Regions from separate parts of the Triticum aestivum genome. Here region 2 is linked to region 1. Evidence: chromatin contacts called from public HiCAR-type data. All regions are on one chromosome and are shown on one strand. The core of a region is the stretch at or near the end of the contact, and the rest is flanking DNA. Distances in the headings are between cores, read along the strand shown. Region 1 holds the start of LOC123053769 (corepressor interacting with RBPJ 1). Region 2 holds the start of LOC100037567 (fasciclin-like arabinogalactan protein 1).

Region 1 (2,929 bases), core at 91-2,590:
CAACCCTACACGGGCCTTATGGCCCAATAGTGGGAGGCGCCCCCTTTAGGCTTGGGGGCCAAGTTCCCTTGGCGGCTAGGGTTGTGGGAGAGAGGGCGCGTACCCCTTGGGATTGCCAACCATAGATGGGGGTGCACCCTTTGGGGCAACCCCTGCTCCAAGCTAGCCTCCTCCCCGGGCTATTATAAATGAAGGGGGGGCATGCTCAAAGGAGACACAATTTTTCTGGCGCCTTTGATTGTGTCTTCTCTCTCTCTCTCTCTCACTCTCCTCTCTCCCCCCCAATAGTGGGTCTCCTTCCGAAGGGCTGCTCCTCCCTCGTCTTCTACTTTGACATTGCTTAGCTCTGGATGGCAAAGCGATGCCTGATCACTGGTGTCGTACATGTGCAATACACAGAGGGATCGTGCGTTCAATTTGTGTTCGAGGGACGGTTCGAGGGATTTCAAGAACGATCCTCGCGAACTCTTCTCCCGCTGCAACTTGAAGTTGGTAATGATCAGATCTAACCTTGTATGCATCTTCATAGTGATCCTGGGAACTTGATTTGTAGGCCAATTTCTTTGTTTTGTTTTCTATTACATTTCTCAACAACAACTTCACATTGAAGTTGTCCGGCGGGAGGAAGAGGGGAGGGGGAGGTGATCCAACAAACTCAGCTATATCGGGTTGGGTGAGTGTGTAGTAGGTTTGCTCCGATCTCATGACATCTCGATGTATTTTTCTTCCTAAATGAATTTTCCACCTCCTTGACGACTAGAACTGATAGTCTAAAGTTAATGTCGTTCAAATTAATTTACTCGGATCATAACCCATGTCTTGAGCTCACACCACGATCCATCTTTTCTGTTGTCATCAATGACAGTTCTTCCATGACACAATTCCTCGACCAGCAAACTTTAATTCATACAAAGCAATATTTTCTTTTGTTGCAACACACATACATTTATGCTAGTATAAACAAAGAAGAGATGCACCCTTGCTCAATCCGGCCCAAGGAAATATGATGTGCTACCAGCGTTTAGGTGATACCGTGATATGGACTCTTGGCAGCCGTTGGATCTCAAATCAAACGGCTTTCGGAAGCTCTTGAACATTTACAAAAAAGTGATCTAAGAGTCTCGACATTGCGTGCAGGTACAACAACTCTTAAGATGCCGTCGGATCTGTGATCCAACGGTCCAAATGTCCGTATAACGGTAGCATATGAAGACCGATATCACCTGAAACTTTGGCAATCCGGCCATCCAGTTCCGATCAGACGGTAGACACGCGGCCGCAGCAGCAGCCTGCGGAGGCAGAGTTCCTCCCTCAGGCCAGAGCCAGAGGAGGGGAGGCCTTCCCCTTGCCCCATCTTCTCCTTTACCTTATCGGCGTTATCGCCATCACCCGTCATAACTCGCGGCCGCACGCGTCGTACCAAAGGAGGGAGGAAAAAGGGATCTCCACTCCACTCGGCCTCCTCCTCCGCCCCGCGCGGTTCCAATCTGGTTCCCGGGCCAGCAATCGACGATGGGGAAGAACCAGGCGTACAAGGCGATGCAGCGGGCGCGGCTGGGCTCGTCCTCCGGCGCCCCCGGCGAAGGGGAGGAAGACGGCATGGTCGGTCCCCTTCCTCGCCCCCCTTACCACAGATCCTTAATCCCCCCTAGTTCCAAGCTCGCAACCCATCTCTGATTGCTCCCCCCGTGCAAACCCTATCGAGATCTGCCGGGACGTCCATGGCGAATCTTGCTGCTTGTAGATGCTTTTTCCCCCTTTTGATGAGGGGACTTTTACTAACGAGGGCCGTCACAGACGGACGGTTCATTTCATTCTCCAGAGTGGCACGCGGCGCGCTTGGCCAGCCTCAACAAGACCCACACCCTCACGTGGGAGGAGTTCAAGAAGAAGCAGAAGGTATGCGCGGCCTCGGCTTGCTCTCTGCTGGCTTTGTTGGTGGATTTTAGTTTCTGCACTCTGTAATTTTGGCCATGATTTTATCCATGCTGCTGCTTAAGCTCTGCGATGTGCTATTTGTGCTCCTATTTTATGTTAAATGTATGATGGATGCTGAATTTCAGGCATACTGCCTTGTATGTGATGCCCAAGTTTGTTTTGGCCTGGTGTGGGATGGCGATTCACTTTGTAGTGCATATAGTAACGAATTAAGCTACGTTGTAGCATAGGAGGGAAATTAGCAGCCTGAACTTTGGCAGTGGAAGCTTGGTCCTGTGCCACCCAGGGTCCAGTCGTCCTTCCCCTGGTTTGCTGACCTTTGAGTTTCTCTAGCATCGGTTTGCCATCAGACATTTAGACTTGTGCTACTGTAAAAGGTAGTACAACCATTTATCAGTGGCACACCGCTTATTCAGCCATCCACGATACTTTACCTAGTTAGCTTGAAAAACGATCTTATATTTTACTCCCTCCGTCCCACAATATAAGATCGTAGCTTGAAAAATGATCTTACATTGTGGGATGGAGGGAGTGCTTGGTTTTGATTCCTTTACTTATCTTGTTCTCTTTGATAAATAGCAACTTAGACGGAGTATGTATATGCTGATTCCAAATAGATCAACCTATGTCCGCATTAGTTGGGGTGGGTTTACTTGGCAAACGCTTTATTGTTTTCTGCATTGACTCCACATGGTTATTGGCTTACTAGTTAGTGTACTGCTGATGAGGCTCAGCCTTTTTGTACTTATAAGGTCACTGTGTAGCTATAATACTTATCTGTTATCAGTACCTTCATAGTAATCAATGATGCTCTTGTCCCCTATAGGACGAGGAACTAAAGAGAGGTGAGGTGGAGGCTGACAAAGATAAAATGATGAGAGAGTATAGAGCTCAACTGGATGCTGAAAGGGCCCAAAAGCTTGGTCGTGGAAGAGACGTCGTAAAGTCAAAATCATCATCTTCCAAGAAAGGTAAATCAACTTAATGACGT
Region 2 (2,872 bases), core at 203-2,702, 440 kb before region 1:
TCTGCCACAGTTTGATGTCTTGAAGCTTGCCCAAGGGCCTGAGTTTTTTTTTGGGAAGGGCCTGAGATGAACTAACTGCATAATTTGCCCAGATGGTGTGCGCAAGACTGCTCCGTAGAGTGTCACCGTCTGGAGGAAAGGTAATGTAATGTTAGTTATTTTCTGCGAGTTTCTGGTGTCTTTGATTGATGAATCGTAATAAGGCACAAAGAATGGTCCCGTAGGGATCAGGTGGTACACTAGCCTTTGCCATGTTTCTGACCATTACTCCCTAGATATCCCTATCATCCTATGGATAAAAACTAAATTTCTGGTGAACCCTACCTTCTCATGAAAACTCCGGAAATCAATTGTAGCAATTTTAACAACTTCCAAAGTATACATATATCAGGAGTAAACCACTGAGTTCTCACGGAGGATAATTTCCCCCAGATTCTTGCCAAAGATGGAGTAGCTAAGCATTCTCGGTAACATAAATTAACCTAACTTTCTAAAAACAACTGAACTAGTCTTGCTATAACAGAAACATACTGTTGAACATGAGTTATTCTACTACATGAGTCATAAAAATCTACAAACTACACTATGCTGACGGTGGTTGAATAATTTCTGCTAGCTTTTGAACACGAGATCCTATAAATTGATAAGACGTTTCGATGGCATGGAAAATGGCACGCTTCTGGCTGATGTTCAAGTACATGGCTAATACTCCCTCCGTTCCTAAATATAGGTCTTTCTAGAGATTTCAATAAGTGACTACATGCGGAGCAAAATGAGTGAATCTACACTCTAAAATATGTCTATATACATCCGTATGTGGTAGTCCATTTGAAATCTCTACAAAGACTTATATTTTGAAACGGAGTACATGTTATGTAATCTATGATTAAATAGGTACCACAAAAACATACTACGCTACTAATTCTGAAGATCACCTTATATCGATGTGGTATACAAGGACTACTATCAATCAATGCCACGTGAACGTACTGTTTCCTCAGTGATTGTATTTAAGAGCACCAATGTAATTGGTACCTCACAATGCTTACATATTTTTCACTCCACTCTCCAACCCAGTAAATTATGTCAGCATTTTGAATTGTCGGTTTGTAAGTCCTGCACTTAGTACTAAACGAGTACCTGCAATGGTTATAACTTGAGGGCCTCAAAATTTACTGCATATCTATCTAGGTTCACAAAATCAAAATTTCATTTTAGGTTACCTATGGCAACTCCTTCTGACCATATTGTTCTTTAAGTCGAATTAAGGCGACATTAAATGAGCAGAGGAATTGAAGAAATGGACAAGATCCGGGTACATGAAACAAAAGAACAAGCAACCACCACAATTTGCCAAAAAGGAAAATGGTAACCACCACAAAATCACAAAGTTTTAACCTGAATGGCAATCTCTGATATTGGTGGTAAACCCCAAGGGCAGGTCCTCACAAAGCCAGCTCACCTCACACCCTATCACACTCGACACTCGTCAGTGGTCATAGTTCATCACTGCACAGCTCTCCCACTCGGCCACTCTCACTCCCACGCCGACACTCGCCATAATGCGCCGCCTCCACCTCGCCGCCGCCGTCCTCGCCGTCTTCCTCCCCCTCGCCGTCTCCGCGGCCGGGGGCAAAGCAGCGGCAGCTAAGGCGCCCGTTGCCCCGCCGGCCCCGCCGAACATCACGGCGGCCATGGCGAAGGGCGGGTGCAAGGCGTTCGCGGCCCTGGTGGCGGCCTCGCCGGACGCGCACTCCACGTTCCAGTCGGCCGGGGACGGCGGCGTGACGGCCTTCTGCCCCAGCGACGACGCCGTGAGGTCCTTCATGCCCAGGTACAAGAACCTCAGCGCCGACGGCAAGGCGTCGCTGCTGCTGTTCCACGCCGTGCCCGTGTACTACGCGCCGCGGAGCCTCAAGTCCAACAACGGCGTCATGAACACGCTCGCCACCGACGGCTCCGCCAACAACTTCAACTTCACGGTGCAGAACGAGGGCGAGCAGGTGACCATCAAGACGGACGCCTCCGACCACGCCGCGCGGGTCAAGTCCACCGTCTACGACAAGGACCCCATCGCCATCTACGCCGTGGACACGGTGCTCGAGCCGGTGGAGCTCTTCGAGCCGGCGGAGTCCCCGGCGCCGGCGCCGGCTCCCGCCCCTGTCGCCGACGCGCCCAAGGCCCCCAAGAAGCAGGCGCGCCACCGGCCTGTAGCGGACGCGCCCGGACCGGCCGCCGAGGACGCGGCGCCCGCCGACCAGAGGAAGAACTCTAAGAAGAGCGCGGCGTCCGCCGCCCCGTGTCTGCCATGGGCCGCAGTCCTGCCTGTCGTCGTGGCCGTGGCCGCCGCTCTGGCTTAGCCGCTTGTCCTCCTTCGCGGTGGACCTGCACGGGAGGTAGTGGTGTGTCGGTGGATTGCGTTGCGTGTGTCCTTTGTGTCTGTCGGTCAGTGCGTGTGCTCGTGCAGTGAAATTTCTATCTTTACTCTTTCTTGCCACATTAATGTTGTTTAGTATAATAATTTGATGTGATAAAGCAGTTTGAATCTCAGTCAGACCTAAATATTGGAAACCGATGGTTTTGCATGTTTCAACGGGGTCTCAGTAACTTTTGGACTGTTCTTTTGAGAATCCTTCTGGAGTGTTTTTTTTAGCATTTTTTGAGTGTTTGGATAGATCAATGTTGTTCTCTGAAGCCGGCCAGCTTCGATGCAGCGTGCAGCAGCCGTAGCCTGCAGTGTTTTCTTCCGGCAGGTGTTTCCGCGGACCAGGGCGTGGGAAAAGTGCACGAACTGATTTTCTTTTACGAAATAATTCTTGCATTACTCAATCATCAAAGGTTACAATCACGCATGACAATATCCAAAACACAC

Evidence for each region. HiCAR-type assays count read pairs that join an accessible place to other places.
Region 2: a HiCAR-type map of leaf shows a contact between it and region 1, with 7 times the contacts expected there. The contact joins the promoter of LOC100037567 here to the promoter of LOC123053769 in region 1. A contact is called at or near these places in 1 of 5 Hi-C or Micro-C datasets (leaf) and 1 of 1 datasets of contacts at active chromatin or transcription factors (leaf).

What each region holds. Positions count from the first base shown.
Region 1 is chr2D:451,385,623-451,388,551 of IWGSC CS RefSeq v2.1, reverse strand. LOC123053769 (corepressor interacting with RBPJ 1) reads left to right here and starts at 1,340. Exons shown (of 5, transcript XM_044477315.1): 1 at 1,340-1,602; 2 at 1,798-1,899; 3 at 2,765-2,909. The coding sequence starts at 1,513.
Region 2 is chr2D:451,823,252-451,826,123 of IWGSC CS RefSeq v2.1, reverse strand. LOC100037567 (fasciclin-like arabinogalactan protein 1) reads left to right here and starts at 1,452. Exons shown (of 1, transcript XM_044477316.1): 1 at 1,452-2,593. The coding sequence starts at 1,563. The coding sequence ends at 2,360.